4 separate regions of the Mus musculus genome follow, and regions 1, 2 and 3 are each linked to region 4. A link is a contact called in public promoter capture Hi-C data. All regions are on one chromosome and are shown on one strand. The core of a region is the stretch at or near the end of the contact, and the rest is flanking DNA. Distances in the headings are between cores, read along the strand shown.

What was found. Capture Hi-C pulls out chosen DNA fragments and counts their contacts.
Region 1: a promoter capture Hi-C map of adipose tissue shows a contact between it and region 4. The contact joins two enhancer-like sites. A contact is called at or near these places in 1 of 15 datasets of contacts at CTCF or cohesin (the NIH/3T3 cell line), 11 of 484 Hi-C or Micro-C datasets (the C2C12 cell line, the HL-1 cell line, Sertoli cells and 8 more), 4 of 115 datasets of contacts at active chromatin or transcription factors (astrocytes, embryonic fibroblasts, microglia and 1 more) and 3 of 9 other capture datasets (adipose tissue, embryonic stem cells and liver).
Region 2: a contact with region 4 is called in a promoter capture Hi-C map of adipose tissue. The contact joins two enhancer-like sites. A contact is called at or near these places in 6 of 39 promoter capture datasets (the C10 cell line, embryonic stem cells, hematopoietic stem and progenitor cells and 2 more), 4 of 484 Hi-C or Micro-C datasets (bone marrow-derived macrophages, embryonic stem cells, palatal mesenchyme and 1 more), 4 of 115 datasets of contacts at active chromatin or transcription factors (bone marrow-derived dendritic cells, cardiomyocytes, large pre-B cells and 1 more) and 2 of 9 other capture datasets (adipose tissue and embryonic stem cells).
Region 3: a promoter capture Hi-C map of adipose tissue shows a contact between it and region 4. The contact joins two enhancer-like sites. A contact is called at or near these places in 2 of 39 promoter capture datasets (the 3T3-L1 cell line and the C10 cell line), 5 of 15 datasets of contacts at CTCF or cohesin (CD8 T cells, the NIH/3T3 cell line, large pre-B cells and 2 more), 80 of 484 Hi-C or Micro-C datasets (the 4T1 cell line, the AML12 cell line, B cells and 52 more), 9 of 115 datasets of contacts at active chromatin or transcription factors (the HPC-7 cell line, Th17 cells, bone marrow-derived dendritic cells and 6 more) and 5 of 9 other capture datasets (adipose tissue, bone marrow-derived macrophages, embryonic stem cells and 2 more).

What each region holds. Positions count from the first base shown.
Region 1 is chr1:39,612,777-39,619,263 of GRCm38.p6, forward strand. It overlaps Creg2 (cellular repressor of E1A-stimulated genes 2), which reads right to left. Exons shown (of 4, transcript NM_170597.4): 4 at 5,630-6,487. Among named protein-coding and RNA genes, the nearest start is that of Gm51620, 24 kb to the left of the region's middle. Within about 2 kb of position 2,240, at least 88 of the 459 cell types and tissues checked have an H3K27ac peak or open chromatin away from gene starts, as enhancers often do. A contact at or near this core is called in adipose tissue and microglia, where this site is marked.
Region 2 is chr1:39,551,387-39,557,687 of GRCm38.p6, forward strand. Rnf149 (ring finger protein 149) reads right to left here. Exons shown (of 7, transcript NM_001033135.3): 6 at 4,092-4,284; 7 at 1-1,129. The coding sequence ends at 1,086. Among named protein-coding and RNA genes, the nearest start is that of Snord89, 5.7 kb to the left of the region's middle. Within about 2 kb of position 4,880, at least 101 of the 459 cell types and tissues checked have an H3K27ac peak or open chromatin away from gene starts, as enhancers often do. A contact at or near this core is called in adipose tissue, where this site is marked.
Region 3 is chr1:39,684,773-39,691,099 of GRCm38.p6, forward strand. Rfx8 (regulatory factor X 8) reads right to left here. Exons shown (of 15, transcript NM_001145660.1): 6 at 5,319-5,429; 7 at 3,801-3,878; 8 at 723-836. Among named protein-coding and RNA genes, the nearest start is that of Rfx8, 33 kb to the right of the region's middle. Within about 2 kb of position 2,754, at least 39 of the 459 cell types and tissues checked have an H3K27ac peak or open chromatin away from gene starts, as enhancers often do. A contact at or near this core is called in adipose tissue, where this site is marked.
Region 4 is chr1:39,961,683-39,967,711 of GRCm38.p6, forward strand. Map4k4 (mitogen-activated protein kinase kinase kinase kinase 4) reads left to right here. Exons shown (of 32, transcript NM_001252200.1): 3 at 496-552. Among named protein-coding and RNA genes, the nearest start is that of Map4k4, 64 kb to the left of the region's middle. Within about 2 kb of position 1,404, at least 40 of the 459 cell types and tissues checked have an H3K27ac peak or open chromatin away from gene starts, as enhancers often do. A contact at or near this core is called in adipose tissue and microglia, where this site is marked.

The DNA of each region.
Region 1 (6,487 bases), core at 990-3,489, 350 kb before region 4:
AGGCAGTGGCTCTCAACTTTCCAAATGCCGTGACCCCTGTGTCGTAGTGACTCCTCGAGCATAACATTATTCCATTTCTACTTCCTAACAGTAATTTTGCTACCTTTATGAATTGTAATATTAATATTTTTGGAAATAGAGGTTTGCCAAAGGGGTCTCGAGCCCCTTGAGGAAGGCTGAGAACCACTGCCTTAAGGTAAAGAGGCCTCCTGTGAGAGTCTAACCTACAGGTTAGATGCAGGGCTGTGCCTGGGACTGGGAAGCAGGGTGGCTGTTAGTATTGCGATGGAGCTGCACCTGTGTGGGAAAACTTCCGATCAAAGACTCAGAACCCCCCAGGCATAGGTGAAGCCTTTCTTGCCAAGCTGGTTCAAAAGTTTCTGATGTGTTAGGATGTGAGGAGAAAGTCTCTCTCCCACCCACTCCAGAAAGCCTAAAAGGCTCCATAGGGCTTTTGTCTGACCTTGGACAGCTGCACAGTGACCTTGAGGGGCTTACAGTTTTCAGTTTCTCTCACAGCTGGCGCTGTCTGTTGCTTATATCCTGGCCTGATTCATAAGACTCTTACTCTGAGGTAATTATTACTTTTTCAATAAAAGCATCTGGACAGAGATATTCTTTATAAGCGATATCCACCAGAATATACTTGCAGAATATAGGACACTATAGGACAAGCAGTAACAATGATTAATATGTCCCAAGACAAACAAACCCCACGAAACATTCAAGATAAATACATGATCTTTTCCAAGTATTTATGGAAAGATGACTTTTGCACAAGATAGATCTAAATCTAGAGGGCTTGGAGAGACGGTGCAGAGGTTAAGGGCCCACAGGACTCTGCAGCAGATGGAATTCTGGTCCTAGCAGCCTTTGGGGGCAGTTCACAACTGCTTGTAATTCCAGCTCCAGGGGATCTGGTGCCCGATTCTGGCCTCTGTGGGTGCTGCACTCACATGTACAACACTACATTTAGACACACACACACACACAACTTCAAAATAAATTCTAAAATAAAAAGATCTAGATGATGTTACTTTTAGTTTAAAGATCTTGACTGCCTCATTTGTGTTTCTGGAATCCGATGGCTCTTAGTTCTATCAGATGCAGTAAGTTTTCCTGGAACCAAGTACTGAAGGCTTACTTTATAGACAGTAAAATGATGAAGAAAATAGAAACAAGAAGGGGCTTTGCGGGCTCACGCTATTCCTCTTGGAAGGCTGCGACAGGAGGATGGACCAAGAGGATGAGATTAGGTTACCTCTGGTTTCTTTGTGTGAGTGTGAGCCCCTTGGCAGAGGCAGAAGGAAGTTAAGAATCACAACTGAAACAGGTTTGGGAAATTTGAGCATTAACCTTTTCTCCTGGTTTCTCAGAAAAATGGAGAAAAACTCCCTTTTGCCTTACTGAAGGGAAGTGTGGCCAGTGCGCTGGCCTTGCGCGCACTGGCCTTGCCTGTTTGTGGCAGTCACTGCGGTCTCTCTGCTAGGCCCTCGAGAGAAATGCTCTGACCCCCGTGGCAATGGCTACAGAGAAAAGTCCACACTGTTGGAAATAGATGTGTCTGGGGCCGGTACTTTCGGGAGCCGGTGCAAGCTGCGTAGCCTCTCTAGGTGTCTGAAAACATCTGGTGCTGATACGGCTCAAGGCCAAACAACCCAAAAGCCTCGGGCGGGCGAGCTGAGCAACTCCAGGACAGGTAGGTTAACACAAAGGCAGCATCTTCTGCAGGAAGTTAGGACCCAGTGAGCTCTTGATAAGAAGAGCATTTACAAGCTTGAAGACTGCAGGGGAAGGAAGCAGATGTAATCTCCCACTACAGAAGTTCCCTTTTCTGCCCTATAAAACTCCAACCCGCCCCACCCCCCACCCCCACTCCTAAGCACATTCCCCAGGAGTGGCTTCTGCCCTTGGCTGTTCTGATTAAAGGAAAACCTGCTTCTGTAGGGTCTGGTCTCCAATGTTCTCTAGCCTGGAGCGATTCTAACAATCAGCCAACTGATCTAACTCTAGCCTCCGGCTCACACAAGGCCTGAGTAAGCACACTTGGGAAAGGCTTCTCTGTTCTGCCCTCCTCATCTTTTACAAGTAGCTGTTCCTACAGCCTGTATCTGGATCCTGGACCCTGGCGGGGGCTTCAGTAGCTGCGCTGAGGATATTGAAGAAGTAAGAGAGGAGGGCAACCCCAGGAGCGGAGGAGTAAGACCCACCTCCATCCTTATTGGACTTCCCCAAAGCATGGGGGAAGGAAAGAAGTTGAGTCAAGATGGGGTTTAATGTTTGCTTCAAGGACAAGCGACTGTAAATAAAGTTCCACTGCTCAGTCACCAGGGGGCGCACTAAATCTTTGCCTCCTACAAAATTCCCAAGTTTGGAAACTGTAAGTTTGTTAGAAACTCCCAAAGGTCCCACCGCTTATCTAGAAATGTCCAGGAGATGAAGAAACCACCGTGAGACATGGAGCAGGTAAGGACGATCAGAGCAAGAAGTGAAACCATTCATCCTCAGATACCTCGGTTCTTGCCAGGGGGATCCGACAGTAGACAAAGGGCTTCTGTGGGATGTGAAAAAACGAGGGACGTCGAGGCACAGCCAGCACTATAGCCCCCCTACGGTGAGCCAAGCAGGCTTGGGGATAATCTCGTTCTAGTGGGGAGAAACTGAGGTAGAAACGAACCCCTCGTGCTTGAAAGTTGGTGAAGCAATGAAATGAAGTCAATTCTGTCTCCAAACCAATTTTAAGTTCTAGTATGGGGGAAGACACTACAGACCAGTGTTGGTGTCCCAGTGAGCTGAGAGGAGGAGGAGGAGGAGGAGCAGGAGGAGCAGGAGGAGGAGCGAAGCACAAACAAGAAGCAAGAAGCTAAATGGTGTTCCCGGCTTGTAGAGTCAGGGTAACTAACACCAATGACCAAAAAAAAAAAAAAAAAAAAAAAAAAAAAAAAAAAATGGCTGTTGCATGCCCGGTTATTTCTGTCACCGTATCCCATCCATTGAAACTAGTCTCTCTCTCTGATCTCTCCTCTGCTTGGTTACGTTTGTGCAGCTGTGATGGAAAGCAGAGAGCCAGACAGGAGTGAGGGGCAGCAATGACCTCGTAGGCCACCTCTATCAATTGGGACTTTTGCAGCTAGGCCCCACCCCAAACATTTCCCTACCTCTGTAAACTCCATCAATGGCTGGGGACCAGTGTTCAGACCACGCAGCAAGCCTGTGGGAGACTTGTTCTTTAAAACCAGAACATCCCTTAAGTCCAATTCCTCACAAGATTGCATTAGTCCCCTGGTTTCAGCATAATGGTTTTACACTCTAGCAATTGTGACTCCATCTTAAATTTTACCCTGGTCTTTTGGGGCTCAGTGTAGAAGCTCAGTCCAAAACAATAGCCCCCAGAAATTCCTATTTCTTTAAAAATTAATATTCCTGGGCCAGGGGATGTAGCTAGGTTGGTAGAATATTTATGTTGCATGCATGGAGCCCTGAAGGGTTCAGACACTGGCAGGACACAAACCTGGATGTGGTTGATCATGCCTGTAATCTCATGTTGAGGAGGAAGGATGCTCACAAGTGGAAGGATCAGATATTCAAAGTGATCTTCTGCCCAGTGAGTTCAAGGCCACTCGCAGGGACAGCCAGATGTCTCCTATAAGTCCCTTAACCATCCTTTTAGCTACTGTAGCTGTTCCCACCTGACTTTTGCTTTGCCTACACACAGAGCCATTCCGCAGGAAGAGAAAGCGTGGCTGCTGTCTAAGTAATCCCTTGAGGGCATGCCCAGTCAAATATGTGGACTTTAAAAATGTGGACTCCAGGTTTACAATGGGAGCCAGTCCTTGGGATGGATACATACACAGAGAGTCAGCACAGAGATAAATATAGGAATTGTCCAAGGATGGAGTGTGTTATGTGGTTAGCCTGGCAACGGCAGATGCTGAGGATGCTGGCTGAATTGGTGGACCTTGATATCCACAGGCCTACTTTGTGGGCAGGGTCACTGGCTTGCTGTCCACTGTAGACCTCTTCTGCTTCTCTAACCCTTCTGAATAGGCGTGGTGGGCAAGTAGCTGCTTGGGCTTTATGGCTAGAAGGAGGAAGAGTCTGGGCTCACAGTTAGAGGGAGATCAGTTCTGGAGATAGCCTGCTCCAAGGTGTGGGCAAGGGACTGAGGACTGAGGTGGGGGTGTAGCATTTCCCAACCTTGCTGCATGAAGACCCACATCCCACTCTGGGGTGAGCTGGCATTGTTAGCCTAAGGAGAGATATTGGTCCATCCGTGAAAGCCTCAGTCTCCCATGATGGAGCATTCTCATGGGTGCTCCACATTCTTGTATGACCTTTGATGTCTTCTTTTCGCGTATAAAGCAGGACTTTTTCTTAGTCCTGGTCTGTAGGAATAACAGCTGTATTTAAAACTTACTGTTTTTAATATAGCTGTTATGCTACACCCCTACCTCAGTCCCTTGCCCACACCTTGGAGCAGGCTATCTCCAGAAATGATCTCCCTCTAACTGTGAGCCCAGACTTTTCCTCCTTCTATATTATGCCAGGCAGTGGTGGCACATGCCTTTAATCCCAGCACTTGGGAGGCAGAGGCAGGCGGATTTCTGAGTTCGAGGCCAGCCTGGTCTACAGAGTGAGTTTCAGGACAGTCAGGGGGTACACAGAGAAACCCTGTCTAGAAAAACCAAAAGCCAAACAAAAGGAAACAAACTAGCAAATGCAGGGCCTGGGCAGTTGGCTCAGTCTGCAGAGTTCTAGCACACAAACCTGAGGACCTGGGTTCCTGTAAGCCCAGTACTGGGAGAACAGATTCAGGCAGAATGCTGAGCTCAGCAACCAGCCCAGCCAACTTAGTAAGCACCAGGGTTAGTGAGAGACCTCGTCTTAAAAACAAAGTGGAGGGAGCTGGGGTAATGGCTCAGCCAGTATAAATGCCTGTTAGGTACATATATGTCCTGATTTCAAATCCCAGCACCCATGTAAAAATCCAGGCCTGGCCACATCAGCACCACACACCTGTAACCCCATTCTGTGGAAGGACAAGATAGGAGGGTCACTTAGCTGCCAGTTAAGCTGTGGTTCAGAGAGACCCTGTTGCAGGGGAATAAGGTAAAGAGTAATGAATGGGACACATGATGTTCTCCTTTGATCTCTCTCTGTGTGTATATACACACATATACACATGCACACATACACACATGCACACATACAGACACATACACACTCACACATACATACACACACACTCCTACACATATACATATATACACACACACATACCATACACATACATATATACACATACACACACACATATACTCACACACACATACACACATACATATACACAAACACACACTCACATACACACACAAACACACACAAATACACAAACACACACTCTTAAAAGATTAAGGTGGGAAGCACTTAAGGAGAATGCCTAACATTGACTTCAGGCCTATAAATGTACACACATGGCATGTATGCACACCTGTATGCATATGTGCATACACAAATGTGTACATATGCAAACATATCTATATATAGTGTAGGCATACATACACACACACAATTAAATCAGCAGGCAATCAATTGGTTAACTACTTTAAGACTGGGAAATCTAAAACGTGGCAGCAATAGCATTTCTTTTTATTTATATATTGTTATTCTTTGACAATTTAGTATATGTTTACAAAGAAATATTATCATACCCCTCCACCCCAATTTCCCCCTCAGCTCCCCTGGGATCTACTCCCAAGTCCACCTCTCAATTTCACGCCCTCTTCTCTTCTCTTTGTTTTAGTTAAAAGAAAACCCCACTAAGCCCATTTATTCTGTGCATGTGTGTGCAGCCGTGGTTGCAGCTGGCAGCCAGGAACAGGGTCCCTTGCACTCCTGCCGCAGTTGGGCTGGAATTTACAACAGTATTTCTAGGTCAGTAGATAAAGTTCCCATAACTCAGAGCCTCATAAAGTCACAGCAGCCATGATCGATGGCAAAGCACGTGAGTCCCAGCAGCTCTGGAGGATTGCCTGAGCCTAGGGTTTCAGGATCAGCCTGGGCACGGCAGCAAGATCAGTCTCAGCAGGGAAGAGGTACAAACGCTCATTCTTTTCTTTCCGTTGGATGGGTTCTCAGCAGATGTACTGTATAGTAGCCTCTGTTCTTTTCAGGAACCTAATAATGTTGTTTATAACAGTTCATTAAGAAGACTGTGTAGAACTACCCAATATCTTTAGGATATCATAGTCAAGCACGGAAGTTGTACTAGGAATGAAACAGTCTTTGATGAAACAGACATACCTGGTGTGAAAACAGACTTTGTGCTCTCCGTGCAGTACCCGGGACAGACAAACCGCAATTAAGTTTCCCATGAGTGTCTTGCTACCACAATCGGATGAACATCAATGGGTGATCCTAGAGAAGTCTGCCATCAATAAATACTTCACTAGTGACAGCCATGTTATTAACAGTGAAATACAAGAAC
Region 2 (6,301 bases), core at 3,630-6,129, 410 kb before region 4:
ATGTATCTAAGCACTATACAGAATTTAGACAACAGTCTTCAAAGACTTTCACCAGCGAGAACATTAAACAGAAAAGAAGGATAAAAGGTCACAGTATTGAATCGGCTTAAAATCTCTTTAGGAAAATGTTATTTTAGTCTAACAACAACAGAATCAAACTTTTAATTAAGTATTTTTAATTGTAAAGATCAAATCCACCAAAATATACTAATCATTTAAAGACATTACTGTATGCCTACTTGATTTTCTTAATGAATCCATATTTTAATGCTTTTTTTAACATGCAATATGGCATTTTTTGCCAGGTTTTTTTTTTTTTTTTTTTTAGTTTGTAGAAAAACATGGATAAATTCCCTTCTCCTTCCAAGTGTGAAAAGAAATTAGGCAATAAAAGTAGAAATGTAAATCATAAAATCATCTAGTGTTCTTTTCACAATTCCACATAAGAAGGAATGTGTGGTTCTGAAGTCTCTGCAGACTACACAGCTCAAGCCAGCTGAATGCTCGCTCTCGCTCTCGCGCGTGCTCTCCCTCTCTCTCTCTTGCTCTCTCTCTCTCTCTCTCTCTCTTAACCCCTTTGTAGCAGTCTGGCTACACAGCCCGAAGCAGGCTTGAACTCAAGCTCCTCGGGCCTCAGCCACAGTTTGCACCACTGCCCACGGCAAGATTTCTCATTTCCAAGTTCTACAGTCTCCGCTCAGGAGACGTTCATGTGATCAATAAGGAACTACACTTCACACTTCAACTCGGTGAGCTCTGTCTAAAAAGCCCAAGAGACAGACTCTTGTTTTATACCACAGAGGCTAGTCTAGTACTCAGAAACAACCCCTCCACATACATCTGTGACAGGTGATACAACAAAACTTATGATAGACATCATAATTTAGTAGATAAATAGATGAAGGCTAATTAAAAGTCTTTTAGGAATAAAATATCTCAGCCCTTTGTATATCAAACCTGAATCTGAAAGGTAAAGTAAAATAAAGTCCACTGTTTTCAAGTATACAAACTCTGCCCTAGAGTAAAAAACTGAATGTCCTGTTCAAGCCAAGGCTCTGTCGGTGAGGCTGTCAGTGAGGATGGTGCTAGCATATGGATCCTCCATGCTGAGGCTCACTCCTGCCGGCTCCTACAACAAAGCACCAAAAGCCATCCTAGGTCAGTCGGTCTGTCCAGCCTCAGTTACACATGTGGAGACAATAATTCAAGAAACAAATTATAGAAACATTTAAATAAAACTTACATGTAAAAATGACAACCCATTTTAAACTCAACCAGCAAGAGAAATACAGAAATATCCTTTCATTTAGTAAGTATGACACACAGGCTTTCTAGTGTTATCTGAGCCAACATTCATCTGGTGACTGCCCTTAAAGGACCTCTCTGTTTACACATCTCAAGTGGGGTCACGCTCTTGAGGAAAGAAATTGAGTTTCTTTCTGGACTCAAATCACAGTAGTCTATACACCGTTTGACTCAAAAGGATCCCTAAAAGCAAAATTCCTTACTGTGTTGAATATGTTGCTTTGTAATATGGTTAGCCAGAGAACCGGTGAGATCAGGGCCCGGCTTTATGATCCTGGGAAATCCATTCCCTGGAGCCACCATATTCCTTTGCCTCTTTTTTCTAATATTGGTTTAAAACGTAAGTTCTAGGGGCTTGGGGGATGGTTAAGCTTGTAAAGTGCCTTCTACCTTAGCTTCATCTGCAGAACACTCATTAAAAAAGTTGGGTGTAATAATAGTGTGCTTATAATCCCAGCTCTAAGAAACGTGGAGAGGGATGGACCAGAGACTCCCAGCCAGTCAGCCTAGCTTTACGAGGCAAGTCCCAGGCTAGTAGGATTTTGTCTCAAACAAACAAACAAAAACCGTGTGTGTGTGTGTGTGTGTGTGTGTGTGTGTGTGTGTGTGTGTGTATAATGATGCCTTGAAGAATACATGCACGTTGCCCTTACACCTGCATACACACACGTAGCCCCCTCCCGACATATACAATAAAAATGAAAGTTCTAACCATTCTTGTAAGTTTTTCAAAACATGTTAAAAAACAATCTGATTCAATTTTAATCTTGCTATTTTGGAAGTCTTATTCAGGATAGCCAAATTCAAAATTAGAAGCATCAATTACTCTCAATTAAATTAATCTACAAATTATTTTATCTATAAATTTATCTATAGATTATTTTAATTCTAATAAAAATGTTGGTAGGACTTTCTTTTAATTGACAAATGTATATGGGTATTCTGCCTCTATGTATGTATGTAAGGATACAAAATGCACACCTCGTACCTGCACAGGCTAAAGAGGGTATCACACCCCAGGAACTAGACTTGCAGATGGCCATGAGCCATCATGTGAGTGCTAGTCATGGATCGCAGGCCCCCCGGAAGATCACCCAGAGCTCTTAACCACAGAGCAATCTCTATACCCTCTCTTTTGTTTAGACAGAAGGTTTTACTATGTAGCCCTGGCTAGTTTGGAACTCCCTATATAGATCAGGCTAGCCTCAAACTCAAAAGATTTTCCAGTCTCAGCCTCTAAAATGCCAGGATTAAAGTTATGCACTATCACACCAGGCTCAAAATAACTTCATAATTAATCTTTAAAGAATACCGAAGAGAGGGCCAGCAGGACGGTTCATGGCGTACAGGGTTCTTGCTACCAATCCTGATGACCTGAGTTTTATCCCTGGAACCTAAGGTAGGAGAGTACTGACTCCTCAGTTACCCTCTGACTTCTACATTTACATGACATACATGGGTACCCCAATAAATAAATGAGTGAATAAATTAATTATAAAGGGGCAGATATAGGGATGTAGCTCAGTTGGTAGAGGGCCTGCTGGCATGCACACAGCCCCAACTTTGATCCCAAGCACTGCATGAAACCAGTGTGGTAATGCATGCCTATAATCTCACACTTGGGAGGTGGGATCAGAGGATCAAAAGTTCAAGGTCATCTTCAGCTATCTAGGGAATTTGAGGCTAGCCTGGTATACATAAGACACAGTTTCAAAAAGGAATTTGGGGGAAAAAAGAAAAAGAAACCCTACAAATATTACCAAAACATAGGTCAGTAATTCTCTAATGAACCATAACCAACCAAGAAGAAAAAGACTTTCCTATTTAGCATGCCATAAAAGTCCCAAGATACTTTTATGTCAGAAGACAGAAAAGTACACAGAGGCTAAGAATACAGACGTTAGTCACTGGAATATGGCCAAATGCCAGTGTTTGTGATTAGCATTTCCCAACACAAAGAAATAAAGAAACTGAGGGAGAGGAGACAAAATATTTGACAAAGGTCTTGTATTTTCCATATTAAATTTAAATTAAAAAAGTTCTAAAAAAGGGCTGGAGGTACACCTTATCAGGCAAGTCCAAAGCCCTAGGCTCTACTTGGGCCCACTACAATTAAAAAACAAAAAGAAAGCATTACTATGACCTGGTGTTTGAATGAGAATGGCCCCACAGGCTCATGTGTTCCTTTACTTGGTCCCCTGCCTCTGGAAAGGAGGCCCAGTCCTTCTCCCTTCCTTCCTCTCATTGTGGATAAACTGTGAGCTCTCAGCTACTGCTCCAGGGCATGCCTGCCTGCTGCCACGCTCCCTACCATGAGGATCATGGACTCTTAAGCGCCAATAAATATTTCCTTTTAAGTTGCTTTGGTCATGGTGTTTTGTTATGGCATCAGAAAAGTTAACTAAGAATTAGTAAGAAAAAGCAGTTGAGCTGAGAAGCAGCTGCAAGAAGACCAGGACCTCACCACATGCTACACAATACGACGAGACTACAGAAACCACTGAAGACATAGACATGAATTGAGCAACTCAAAAGAAAATTTAAAAAACTTGGTCATAAAAATTTATCTACCAAGTGATCCAGAAAGAACTTCATACATTAAAAGAACAGTTTACCAAACAGCATTTGTGTGATATCCCCCATTCTTGAGAATGTATGCATCAAAAACTTGAAATGGTATCTCGAAGTGGGGGCCTGTGGTTTTTATGTACACGACAGTACTTTCCTGCCTTCCACTTTGTTCCATTCACTGGTAACATTGTGCGCTTATATCTGTAGCCACATACCTAGTAATGCTGTGTCCTCCCCTGCATCTTCTTTAAGACAGGGGCGGTGTGGCCCAGACTCGCTCGAGGAAGATGATGGAAGGTTGCTTTCACTCCTCTCCTCATCTTGGGATGTCACACTCAGATTCCCAACAGAAACCCTTCCTGGGGCAGCTTCTGGGGTGGGTAGCTCCTGCGTATCCTCAGGGTCCCCCTTGAGAGGCAGACAAAAGACAATGGCTTTCTCAGTGACATGACCAGTACGGGGTCATTTTGCTAGTAAATTCACTTGAGATATCTTTGGCTCTCTACAGGGAACGGGGTGGGAGGCACACCATCTCCTGTATCCAGTCAGAAAGACCTATTAAGTTTGTTTTGTTTTCCTCTAAAGAGTTTCCCTACTTGATGGAAGTTGTATCTCGCCCTTTAAATGATTTAAACAAAGAGGCTACTTCCTGAAACTGTCTTCTTGCGGAGTCTGTACAGCGTCACTGCTGCTCCCGCAGCCCCAGCAGCAGCCCTGGGCCATTTTACAGCATAGCACCAGGGTGTCAGAGACAAAGAGGCTCTAAATAGATGAAGGCTTCATTTATCTGTTTTAAAAATCTGTTCTGTGTCCTTTCTCCACTGTGGTTTGTCTCCAACTCCCCTCCCACCTCCTTCTCTTTGTTGCATTGAAGGAAGATAATGAAAGCATGGCCAGAGACTCCTTTAGTCATACTCCATTAAGCCCCAACACCAGTGGGTGGGTGTCTCAGACATTCTTTCTGGTTAACCTAAGAGCCACAGATGCACGTGGGTAGATGAAACTGCTGGGAAGTGACTAAGGGTTTGTAGGCTGTGAGCGTGGGTTCACAGGCACTCAGACATCTCTGCTCTGTCCTAGGAGCATTTTAAAACCACTCCCTCTTCCCTCACCAGTAACTAGACATCCTAGACACATCAAGCAAAATTCCTGTTGAAATGTTACAATACCAACTCCTGTTTAGCCTCATCCCAATCTGTTTCTCAACAAAGCTGCCAAACCTAGCTCTCCACCAAGCTCCACCCGAGTTCACATCCCCGTGCACACACCATCCACCTACTACGCACTGAGGTGACAGTCCCTCAGCAGTCCCACTAAAATACAGTCCTCCATTTCTCCATGTCTAGCAGGCAGCATAAACACTTTCTTTTCTGACCCAGATGGCATCTACCAAGTTCCCTTGCTGTGCTGTATCTCCGGATATGCACTGGCCCCGGTTGGCCTGAAAGTGAAATCCCCAAGAATCCTTGCTCTAGCAAAGGGACTATACCGTAATTATCTCTATACTATACCGTAATTATCTCCGAGCCAAGTTCAATTTAACATCTTAGACAGCATTTGTCTGATCAGTTTTTGCTCAATGAATGTAGTGGATATGGTTGCAAACCAAAGGACTGCGTTGAAGTCTTAAGAGTCACTGAGAACTCTACTGGTAATAGGGAAATGGGCCCTCCTCTAGAAACTGAGACACTAAAAGCAAGACACACCCCTAGTGCTGAAGTTATAATAGCTTCCTATCCTTCACAAAGTACGCCACATACGCACGCATTCTCTGTATTCTAGTAAGAAAAGAATTCAACCTCATATAAAATGAAGACTCATCTCTTATATATGAAATAAGTGGGCCTATACTCTCTGAACAAAATGTATGAGAATGCGAGTCTCTGCTTAGCTAAGAACAGAAATTGGTCTCACATAAATGTCAAGAGTGGAAAAGCTGGTTTAGAATCACTCAAAAAAGACAACTGAGCATAAGCTTACAGTGCATTTAAGGAAGGGAATTAGATTCTGTCAAGGAAACAATTCATCAAGCTCTGTGTTTTCTCATTTAAAATTCTGAACCATGAAGACTCAACCTCTTGTTGAACTGCAGCTTGTACATAGAGGGCATGAACCAGGCCCATGAGGGAGGTATGCTATCTCAGGCTAAAGGGACAGATAATGAAAAGCTGTCAATAAAGGAAGTTTAGGAGTTCTATAAGGAAGACACATTTCAGGACAAAGCAGGATGAGGCTGTAGTACAGCCGTCCTTGGATGAAACAGTTTCTCCCTGAAGGGCCACACCAAGCTAAAGGGCGACTGTCACACCTGCATCCCATGAAGCCAGCCCTGTTCCAGGCATAGCTCCTAGAGACACCATTATAGATGCATACATGGCTATAACAGTTTTAAGTTGTATACAATGTTCATCCAGTTTATGTGATA
Region 3 (6,327 bases), core at 1,504-4,003, 280 kb before region 4:
GAGAGAGAGAGAGAGCGCACACACATCTTTGGTTGAAATGTTCAGAAAATAAAATGGGCTAAAATCTGAATCATGGATCATTATATTCTGTGTTTGAGGAAATTTAAAAGAGCAAAAGGTAAAAGGCCCTGTCCATTGTACACAGGTTTGTGTGTATTGTGGTGTGCTGTTCTGGGCTGGTGTGTATTGGAGGTGCTGTTCTGGGCTGGTGTGTATTGGGGGTGCTGTTCTGGGCTGGTGGGTTTTGGAGGTGCTGTTCTGGGCTGGTGGGTATTGGAAGTGCTGTTCTGGGCTGGTGGGTTTTGGAGGTGCTGTTCTGGTATGGTATGTATATTGGGGTGTGCTGTTCTGGGTTAGTATGTACTAGGGGGTGCTGCTCTGGGCTGGCATATGTATTGGGATATGCTGATCTGGACTGGTATGTTTATGGGGTATGTTCTGTGCTGTTGTGTATTGCGGTGTTGTGTATTGTGCTGTTGTGTATTGTGCTGTTGTGTATTGTGCTGTTGTGTATTGTGCTGTTGTGTATTGGAGGTGCTGTTCTGGGCTGGTGTGTATTGGGGTATGCTGTTCTGGGCTGGTATATATTGGAGGTGCTGTTCTGGGCTAGTGTGTATTGGGGGTGCTATTCTGTGTTGGTGTATATTGGGGGTGTTGTTCTCACCTGAGTACTGGCATTTGTTTCTGGAAGGGATGCCCAGGGGAGTCAAGGGTCCACCCACCTTATACAGCTGCATGTCATAGCATCCTAAGAGCTGGCGCACGTCGGGCAGAGACATGAGCATGACTGTGTCTTGCTGCCGAGATTTCCAGAAGGATGTGATTAAATCCTCCACCTAATGTGACAGAACATATCATCAGCAACCCAGGCTGTGCCTTGTGGGCCTCAGCCCTTCATAGTCAGTGACCCCACAGGCCATGGCAAGGCCTCACACCAGCGCATGCAAAGTTATGATATCAGCTTCACAGGCTGTGTTTGGAAACTACTCTTCTTACTTGGTGGGCGCTGGTGTTTTGCCTGCACTTATGTTTGTATGAGATGTCAGATCTCCTGGAACTGGAGTTATAGACAGTGGTGAGCCACCATGTGGGTGCTTGGAATTGAACCTGAGTCTTCTGGAAGAGTAGTCACCACTCTTAACCTCTGGACCATCTCTCCAGAGGAAACACCTCTTTTTAGCAACCATAGCAGATCACTCTGCCTTGGCCCTCCACTAGGAAACCTACTTCCTTGAGGGTGTTTCCTACAGGGAAAGCTGTTTCTGGCCACCAGAGGGCCCTGGTTGATTACCATAAGATGAAGGCTACAGGGGCTTTATCAAGGGTTGAGAAGAAAAGCTTACTGACTGACTGGCTGGCTGACTGATCACTTTGCTCTTTTTCCAGCTTAAAAAAAAAAAAAAAGAAAAAAGTAAGAGTATTGCTCCTCGTGCCTAACTCCTCAGCACCAATTGTGAAGCCACATGAGCCCCTCTCAGAGATCAAGTAGGGGACACATCAAGGGGCCAAAAGTCAGGTTCCTTCTTTTTCTGTTTTATTTGCCTGTTTCCAGATTCCAATTTTTGAATTAGATTGGCAGCTGCCAGCTGATAAAGACCACCCACCTCCTTTAAAGGTTTATTATTAATTCTGTATGTGCTCGCGTGTGTGCATGCCTACAGAGTCAGAAGAAGGCCTCAGAGCCCCCAGAGCAGGAGTTACAGCTGTGAGCCACCGTGCTGGTGCTGGGAAGTGGACTCAGGTCTTCCACAAAAGCAGCTAGTGCTCTTAACCACTGAGCCATTTCTCTAGCATAAGGCTCCTGTCCTGTGGGATTTCCATGGGCAGGGACATTCTAAGGTATCCAGGAACCCCAGGCCAGAAGTGATTCCTGGCCAGGTAGTGAGAGCCACCAGGAGGACCATGACTTGGGATCTGTGTCAGGAACACTGACAGACTTGTCCAAGTAGATTCAGGAAAGCTGTCCACTCATAGCCTGGTTGGCTACCCATGTTCCAAGCTCCCTGCTCCTGCTCATTAGTGAGTAAGAAACACAAGTGTTTCTCCAGTGTGTTCCCTCTACCTGATCCTGTGACTGCCTGGACTGAACTGCCTTGCATTACAGAAGGCCATCGAGGTAGAGGCCTGATGACTGGATGCTCATGACTCCATAAGAAGGCGAGACAGACAGATGGACAGACGCACATGCACACGCACACGAGCTCCTGTGTTGCTCTAGGCTGCCAACAAGAAAGCTATCATCCTTAGACCTTCAACCTTTAAAACTGTGACCCAAAATAAACTTTTCTCTTTATAAAGAAGCCCTCCCTAGGCATTTTGTTTATAATAATTGTTATAGTTTGAATCTAGAGTGTTTCCCCATGGCCCACTGCTTAAAGGTGTGGTCCTTGGCTGGTGTGCTAATCGGAGGTGGTGGCACATTTGGGAGTTAGGCCTAGTAGGCAGCATCCCGGCCACTGGGGCTGTGAGCTTTCAGAGGATGGTGAGACCTCCGGCTCTTCCTCTTTCTCAGTGTCTCGCCCAGGAGGAACAGGCTGTTCTGATGCTTGCTCCCTGCCTCTTCACAGATGCAAACTGGAGGGCAGTGCCAAGAAGACATGGGCCAAAATTCCCCAGACCATAAATTAAAGCCAGTATCCCTGCGTTTTAAGTTTCTTATCTCGGGTATTCTGTGGGAGTTAACAGTTGCTGACACACATCAGTCGAGAAGGGGTGACTAACGGACAGGGGCAGGACTCGTCAGCCTTACTGTGTAACGTTGTTCCCCTCATTACCAAATTACACATTCCTCAAGCCTTGTGGAAAATGACTTCCTAGTCCCAGAAACAGAGCTGTCACGGGACATGATTTAAGCAAGTATCTGCTGAGTGGAAGGAAGCTGTGAGAGGCTTGGCATCACGATGCTGCAGAGACAGAGAGGGGCACACTGGTGTCTCCCACTCTGCCATGCTTCACTCCGGCTCCACGGCGCGTGTGCTCACGCTGAGAGCCTTGCCGCTCAAAGCTGAAATGCTTAGATACCGGAAGCATCAGGAAAGCTCCCATTTGAATGTGCTCTTGCTTCTCTGGATTCTTATCTCATACATAGAGGAGTAAAGTCCAGGCAGTCGGATGGCTCAGTGTGTCCTGCCAAGCATGGGTTCTTGAGTTCCATCCCTGATTCCCACAGGCTGGCAGGACAGAGCTGAGTCCTGAACACTGTCCTCTGACCGCACGCGAGTCAGGCTCACAATAGGCTAGATAAACTCTAATTTAAAAATGTGTTTCCCACATTCAGTTTACACCCCTCCTTGTGTAATGGGGAGACCTCAGAGCGTCACCCTATAGGTAGGTGGTCACTATAGGTAGGTGGTCACTATAGGTACGTGGTCACTATAGGTAGGTGGTCACTATAGGTAGGTGGTGTGTCACTGAGCAGTCACCAGTTCTACAATAAAATCCGCAACACCCATCCGTGCCGGATCGATCACCTGCCTCAGAGTCCCTTTCCTTTGCCATGGCATGTCTTGATATGATGTGGCAGGCATTACTGGGGAAGAGGTCGGTATTACTACCTACACTCTACTCAGGCAGAGCTGAATCTGCTCTTCAAGCATCGTGACACCCATATCAGAACCTCTGAGAATTTCCAAATGACTAAGCCGAGACAAGACCACTTTCCAGAACTCACCGGTGACCAGACCAGCTGGATGAGCTGTTTGATGCAATGGGCTAGCTCTTGCTGTCCCTGGAGGGGTCCTATCAAGTTAAGTGGTTGACAGCCGGTCATAAGTGCCTGTATTTCATAGATAAAAGCCTACCTTCTCCAGTTCTTGGTTCCTCACATTCTGTAAAATGTCTCGACAGTAGTTGCAGTATTCATCAGCAAGAAAGACCACCTAGGAAGGCAATGAGTGTTAGCTCCTCTGTTGGGCCTTCACAAACAATCAGCCTGAGAGACCCAGGGGATCGGTTCTCTAGGGACAATCTTGTCACAGCTCTGGCGTGACAGTGACAGTAGCCAGGCTTTTCACCCGGCCTGTGCTGTGTGCATGGAGTCAGCACAACCTCCTGACAGCTCATGGCACTTCCGGTTTTCGGTGGTCACTCACACACTGCCAGGGTCAGTTCTAGCACTCTAACTTTTGAGGGTGTGTAATATTTTTTTTGTATGTGTTTTGTGTGTATGTGTACTTGTATGTCTGTGAACATGTACATGCATGTGCAGAGGCCAGAGGCAGACATCTAGTGTCTTCATCTATAATGTTCCACCCTTAAAGTCTTTAAAGGATTTTTGTATGTATTTATCCATGCATGTGGGTGTACATGGGAACATGCATGGCACAGCACATGTATAAGGTCACATTCATGAATGTGGATATATATGGGAACATGCATGGCACAGCACATATGTGAGGTCATAGTTATGGGTGTGAGCATATATGGGAACATGCATGACACAGCACATGTGTGAGGTCATATTCATGGGTGTGGGCATATATGGGAACATGCATGGCACAGCACATGTGTGAGGTCACATTCACGCATGTGGGTATATATGGGAACATGCATGACACAGCACATATGTGAGGTAGAGGAGGCTCTCTCCTGCTGTGTGAGTCCTAGGGATTGAACCTAGGCTGTCAGGCTTGGTGGTAAGCCTGCTGAGCCATCTTGTGGACTTCCTCTTTTTGAGGATTGGTGATGATGGTGGTGGTGGTGGTGGTGGTGGTGGTGGTGGTGGTGGTGGTATTGGTGGTAGTGTGTGTGTGTGTTATGCCTGTGTGTGCTTACATAGGCCCAAAGAGGACACTAAGTGTCCCCTCTATCACTTTCACCTCATTCCTTGAGACAGGGTAGCACTGAACCTGGGACCACTGTGGCTAGGCTAGCTGGCAAGTGATCAGCGATCCACTGTGGCGCTGAGACTTTAGACCTGTACCTCTGTGCTCAACTTTGCCTGGCTGATGGGTTCTGAGTTCTGACCCTCAAGCTGGCGAAGCACCTGCTTGTGATTGCACCAGTGTTCCAAAGGCCCCGACGGCTGACACCCGGGTTCCTGAACGCTGCCACCCGAGTTCCTAGAGGAGCCAGGGGTCTGCTTCCCTTTTCTAGTCCCTTCTTTCATGGGGAAGCCCTCACTTCAGAGGAGGAAAGACAGCAGTCCCAGGGGGCCTGGCACCAGTTCTGAGGGAAGACATCCATTTTCAGGCCCTGGAGGAATGCTGGCCCTCCTGGGTCTGAGAGTAAGGAGGCGGTTCCCCGGGGCAATGACCACACCACAGGAGGAATAAGAGGGCACTGATGTGAGACCCACACCCCTCGGGGCACAGACCTACCAGCTTACAGGAGTACTTGTTTGCCAGCTCTTGTTCCCAGACCGGACATCTTCTGAATGGAGACACAGGTGAGCCCATCGGGTCCTTCTTTATTGGTGAATGATTTTCACACTGCAAGTCATTTATACCATGATTGTTTCTTTAAAATAAAATGCATCCCCTGGCATATAAATGAAGTTGCAGTCACAGGTTACTCAAAGTTACCACAGTCTTGAATGTGGTGTTGTTTCTGCAACTTCCCCTCATATTTTGTTACAATGTTAATGGCTCCTATAATACTGTTCACTACAGCTGGGCGTGGTGGCGCATGCCTTTAATCCCAGCACTCCGGAGGCAGAGGCAAGCGATTTCTGAGTTCAAGGCCAGCCTGGTCTACAGAGTGAGTTCCAGGACAGCCAGGGCTACACAGAGAAACCTTGTCTCGAGAAAACAAACAAACAAACCAAAAATACTGTTTTGTAAAAAGTTAAAAAAAAAAAGGGAGGGCTTTAGGCTTTAATATGTTGCCCAAACATATCACTCTCGGTGGTGGTGGTGGAAAGTTCTGAGTTACAGTCAAGAGCTAAAAGAATCATCATGCGCAATACAAATATCATCTATGAGCAGCCTGATGTTGCTATGTATTTTTAGAACCTTCGTCTGTTGAATCGTTGCTCCCTGAAATAAAATTGAGTCCTGTCCTGTCAGGAACCCTGGGCTGACAGGAAAATGCAGGTTACTGACTTCATTTCTGAATGACAAATTTCAGACTAAAAAAACCCAAAAAAACAAAAAAACAAAAACAAAACAAAACAAAAAAACCCGGAAGGGTAAAGGGTCTCGGGCCCTCCTCACAGTGCTGACTGGCAGAAGAGGGACCCACTAGGGCCAGAGCACACAATTCTACTTGAAATGATTTCTCCGGGACTTCTGAAAGATTTCCTTGGAATTCTTTCAGTGGGCTGCCATGAGTCCCACTGATGGCACTTTGATGCAAAGTCAGCCACAAAGAACTGAGACTTTTTAATCT
Region 4 (6,029 bases), core at 154-2,653:
TTCTAGTTTTGTTTTGTTTTTGGCCATTGAAGAAAAGGTTGAGGCTGATATATAGAAAAACAGATTACTTAAGTTGATTGGTGTCAGGGAAGATGGCTTCCTGGCTTGATTGCCAGCCCCTCCATATATCCAAGGGGATCTGAGGTCCTCACCTGGCTTTCATGGGCTCCTGAACACATGTAGTGTAAATAAGCTCACACGTACACACATGGACACATAAGTTTAACAAAAGTCTTTTGAGAAACTTGGAGATAGTTTGATAGTACATCAAACGTATCAGAAAAAGAATTGATATTTTATCCGAATTCATTCGATCTTCTGTCTTTGTTTTTATCAGCTCCGTTGTTCTATTATGAGCATGCACTTAAAAGCATGTTACCTTTTATTAGTAACAGAAAAGGCGCGGGGGAGGCTGGGTTAGAGACTTTAGCCACTTCCTCTGAGGAACCGTCGTGAGTGTCGGTACTGACCAGTCTTTGTTTTCTGTGTCTCCAGGGTCGACATGTTAAAACGGGTCAGCTGGCCGCCATCAAGGTTATGGACGTCACCGAGGTAAGGTTGGACCACACTTGTTGATGAAGACATCGTGACTTTCAAGTTCTTCCGGCCCTGGTACTTCTGCCCTCCTTGGCACATTTAGAGATAGTGATCACCTAAGCACATGGCTTTGCTCTGGTGTTGGCTCAAGGTCCAGCAGCAGGCCAGGCGACTTGAGTTGTTGAGATAGTCCTAAGTAACTAAGAATCTCATTTGCTTAATGCATTTTTGATTTAAACCACCAACCCGCAGCAACCCTCCTCCATCGGAGTGATGTCATCTTTGGCCACAAAATGGGCTGTAATTGGAAACATCTTCACTAATAGAAAGGAAAATGTTGGGGGAGGGATCATGGAGGTCACATGCGCAGTGATTAAAGGGAAAGCTCCCTTGGGGTATTAGACCACATCTGTGCCATTTCTTTTATTTTTTATATTGAGAAAAGAAAACATGGAGCCAAGTTCCCAGAGGCTGGAAGACAGCAACATCTGTTAGAATGTCGAGTAGATTGTTGCCATAATTTAATGACAAAAGATAGTTCTTTCAATAGTCAATGAGGATTTACTGTGCAGCTTCAGATGGGAACCGAGAACCGAGTCAAACAAAAAGTGAGCCCACACATGCACACCCACACACTCACACACATGCACACATGCACACCCACACACACACACCTGAACACACGCACACTGCGCACTCGGGACGTGCCTCTGTGAGTGCATCCTTCATCGGGTATGAGGAGCTAGAGCTGCCTCATTTTAAGCTATTTTAATGTTTCCTCTCTTGCACTTGCTGCCTTTGACTCAGTGTTGAATCAGATCCAGCCCCAAGTTGTAGAAAGAGCTCAGCAGCAGCCTGAGGAGCTTGCAGGGTCTTTACGTCACACCATCATTTCCCTAAACCCAGGGATTACTGAGGAAAGTGAGGGCTATATAAAGACCGTGTCTAAAAAGTAAGTTAGCCTTAAGCTTGGCTATTTATGAATCCAGAGTTTAGTTCCTTTCTGGGCTTCGTGCTTTCAGCCTGGGCTGTGTTCCCTGAGTAGCCGCTGTAGCCTCCTGGTGCCTTACTTCACGCCACAGATGGATTTCAAGTCTGACCCTCCTTCTCTAAGGCGGAGCCTGGTTATAAATGTGTAATATGCAGAAAGTGAAGCATACAGGAGAGTGCAATGAAAAATCAAGTCCTTCCCTTTTCTGACAGGAGCCCTTCAGTGTATTTCTCTTCAGTCCTGTCTCTATGAGACATGTATAAAGTACATGCTCACGTGGACATGTGCTACGTGCTCTGTGTTATTCTTGCTGTTCTCTGTGCTGGGGATTAATGAGGCCCTTGTGTACCCAAGCTAGAGTAGTGCTGTACTACTGTGCTACAAACCATAGTTTCTTGCTTGAAAAAGAAGGCAGCATTGGACAGGTGATTGACTATTTGTAGAGCTCCTTTAAAAGCAATTAATGGGAGCTCGTTTATTCCAGTAAAGTCAAAAGTGATGCTTAAAGACCAACGGACAATCAACCATCGAGTCTGTTAGCTCCTCAGTGATGTTTCTCACATTTTCTTCTCTCAGAATGACCTCTGCTGTGGCCTGGGGCTCGGAGAGGATCCAGAGGAAGTGTTGATTGTGAATAAAAGACCTTGGACTGCTTCAGCCTGCCCCAACATCAAGGCTTCTGGGCTTATGATGCTGGGGCCTGGGTGGCAGATAGGAGAGGTCTGCAGCTGAGCTGCAGATGTCAGCTCTGGGAGGGGAGGGCTCAAGGAGAGGGCTGTCTTGATGAGAGTCAGATTATCTGCTTTCCCTTTCGTCTCAGGGACACAGGTGCAGGAGCTAATTCCTGGGAAAGTCACAGACAGGCGTGTGCCTTATTAGCAAGGACTGGGTGTTGGTTAGCAGGCTCAGCGGGCAGGAACAGTGTGGGTGGGAAGGCCATGGTATGGTGATCTTGTTGGAAGCCTGAGTGAATCTAGCTCCATCACTAGCTGCAGTGAGTGAGGATGTGGGCCTACATCACTAGTGAGCTTGGTTATTTGAAGAACCTGGACATGACGCTATGGGAGGGACTAAGGGGTGTTCGAGGGAGGCATCTCTTCATAGATGTGTACACGATCCTGTCTGGGAGCTTGTAGTGTTGAGAAGAGTATTGCTATTTAATCAGGGCTTGTTGCCATTGGGCTGTTATCCCCTGCCTTGTAATGTAAGTTCTTAAGTTTCGTTTGTATATATGCAAGGGCTTATAGACATGAGGTACCCATTTGTATTTATGTAAGAGCTATATAGATGCGAGTTACCCATTTGTATTCAGGCAAGGGTATATATGTGAGGTATTCATTTGTGTGTATAAGAGCTGTATAGATGTGAGTTATCCATTTGTATTTACATAAGGGCTGTATAGATATGAGATTTCCATGTGTGTTTATGGAAGGGCTGTATAAATGTGAGAGATCCATTTGTATTTACACAAGGGTGTGTAGATGAGAGAGATCCATTTGTATTTACATAAGGGTGTGTAGATGTGAGTTATCTATTTGCTCTCAGCTGTTGCTCTACAAGCTTCTTCTGTTAGTTTAAAGGAGAATTAGCTAGACCAGCAGTTGTGATGTATTTTCGTCCAAGGTGTAGCACTTTCTCTGTAGGAAGATCAGCTGTTCCGTGTGCACGGAGGCAGCCTCAGCTCCTTACAGGTTTGCTTTGTCTTGTCGGTAGATTACTTAGTGCAGGCTTGGATGTGGCTGTGACGGTGCTGCCTGACGCTTTGTGTGGGTTGTTTGTTTTTTCCCTTCTTCATTCTGGATGCAGTGTGAACATGGACATTGACAATGCTGTCACTGGGCAGGAGAGGGGAAGTGGCATAAGCTGATCATTCTTCCCAGCCTGGTTGGAGGAGGATGAGCCAGGCAGACTTCAGTGTGATCATGCCCTTTCTGCTTAGGAATTTAAGTAGGTAATCTTTTAAAGTCGTCAGGGGATATTCATTAAAAGTTTGTCTCTATAAACTAATATATACTATTGAGGAGGACATGTCATTTGAGAGTGTCTGTCTGTCTGTCCATGTCTCCTCACCTCTGTGTGTGTGTGTGTATGAGAGAGAGAGAGAGAGAGAGAAAAGTGTACAAGTGCCCCAAAGGCCAGAAGAGCGAATCTCAAGTGCATAATGGTGGTGGACTTAATTTTCCTTTATGCAGAACCCCAGCTCTGCTCTCCCACTACTTAGAATGTGAGTGTAGGCATGGGATGGTAGGTGGTCCTTTTTCTGACAAATGTGTTCTGTGTCTTGTCTCCTGGGAGAGTTCCACTTTTAAAACAATTGTTCTGACTTGGCTACCCTCAGGAGGCTTCAGACAAACTCTTACCATATGTTTTGCAGAGTGCCAAGAGATGAGGCTCTCTGGAGAGGGATGACTGTTGTTAAGCGGGAGTGGCATTGCTTGTCTGCTGGCAGATGAGAGCAGCTGCAGTGTTCTGAGGGCCTCCTCCCAGACCTCGCTCCCAGGAAGTTCCTCTGCCTCCCTGTTATCTGTCTGCTTACTGTCAGTGCACCCATGACTATAGGAGGGGGACGAGGGAGGGAGAGGGAGAAGGAGAGAAGACTTGAGAACCCAGTGTCAAGTTAGTGAGCCATGGCTAGACTGAAGTGAAATGAGCATGTGGTGGGCTGCCCTGGTATAACTCATAGTGAGCAGGGTTTTTGTTACTTAGTTTCTAATTATCTAAAGCAGAACTCTTTTTGAGTGCCAAATAGGGTCATGAGTGGCTAAAGCAGTAGGCTTAAAGTAGCAAAACCTCAATTGTGAAAACGTCAGAACTTTTATTTTGTTTGCCTTTTTAAATTGGATCATGCTAATCCTGTAAAAGTATATTTTCCTTCCTTCCTTCCTTCCTTCCTTCCTTCCTTCCTTCCTTCCTTCCTTCCTTCCTTCTTCCCTCCCTCCCTCCCTCCCTCCCTCCCTCCCTCCCTCCCTCCCTTCCTTCCTTCCTTCCTTCCGGTTTTTTTGAGACATGGTTTCTCTGTATAGCTCTGGCTGTCCTGGAACTCACTCTGTAGACCAGACTGGCTTCGAACTCAGAAATCCGCCTGCCTCTGCTTCCTGAATGCTGGGATTAAAGGCATGTGCCACCATTGCCCGGTTTAAAAGTTTATTTTTCTATTGAGCAAAATCTCACATCTTCAGCTCTCTTACATAGCTTTAAAAATCACATTTGAAAGAACAACTGTTTTGATAGCTATACACAGTGCTCAGTATCATAGGGATGTGCAGTGTGTTCAGAGATGCCCTACATGCATTCAGGGCATGGCAGAAGGACTAGCAGCAAGGTCAAATCTAAGTGAATCAAGGATCTTCACATAAAACCAGAGACACTGAAACTTATAGAGGAGAAAGTGGGGAAAAGCCTCGAAGATATGGGCATAGGGGAAAAATACCTGAATAGAACAGCAATGGCTTATGCTGTAAGATCGAGAATCGACAAATGGGACCTCATGAAACTGCAAAGCTTCTGCAAGGCAAAAGATACTGTCAATAAGACAAAAAGACCACCAACAGATTGGGAAAAGATCCTTACCTATTCTAAATCAGATAGGGGACTAATATCCAATATATATAAAGAACTGAAGAGGGTGGACTCCAGAAAATCAAATAACCCCATTAAAAAATGAGGCTCAGAATTGAACAAAGAATTCTCACCTGAGGAATACCGAATGGCAGAGAAGCACCTGAAAAAATGTTCAACATCCTTAATTATCAGGGAAATGCAAATCAAAATAACCCTGAGATTCCACCTCACACCAGTCAGAATGGCTAAGATCAAAAATCTAGGTGACAGCAGATGCTGGCGAGGATGTGGAGAAAGAGGAATACTCCTCCATTGTTGGTGGGATTGCAAGCTTGTACAACCACTCTGGAAATCAGTCTGGCGGTTCCTTAGAAAATTGGACATAGTACTACCAGAGGATCCAGCAATACCTCTCCTGGGCATATATCCAGAAGATGTCCCAACTGGTATGAAGGACACATGTTCCACTATGTTCATAGCAGCCTTATTTATAATAGCCAGAAGCTGGAAAGAACCCAGATGCCCCTCAACAGAGGAATGGATACAGAAAATGTAGTACATTTACACAATGGAGTACTACTCAGCTATTAAAAAGAATGAATTTATGAAATTCCTAGGCAAATGGATGGACCTGGAGGGCATCATCCTGAGCGAGGTAACCCAATCACAAAAGAACTCACATGATATGTACTCACTGATAAGTGGATATTAGCCCAAAACTTAGGATACACAAGATATAAGATACAATTTGCCAAATGCATGAAACTCTAGAAGAATGAAGACCAAAGTGTGGAAACTGTGCCCCTTCTTAGAATTGGGAACAAAACACCCATGGAAGGAGTTACAGAGACAAAGTTTGGAGCTGCGATAAAAGGATGGACCATCTAGAGACTGCCAATATCCAGAGATCCATCCCATAATCAGCCTCCAAACGATGACA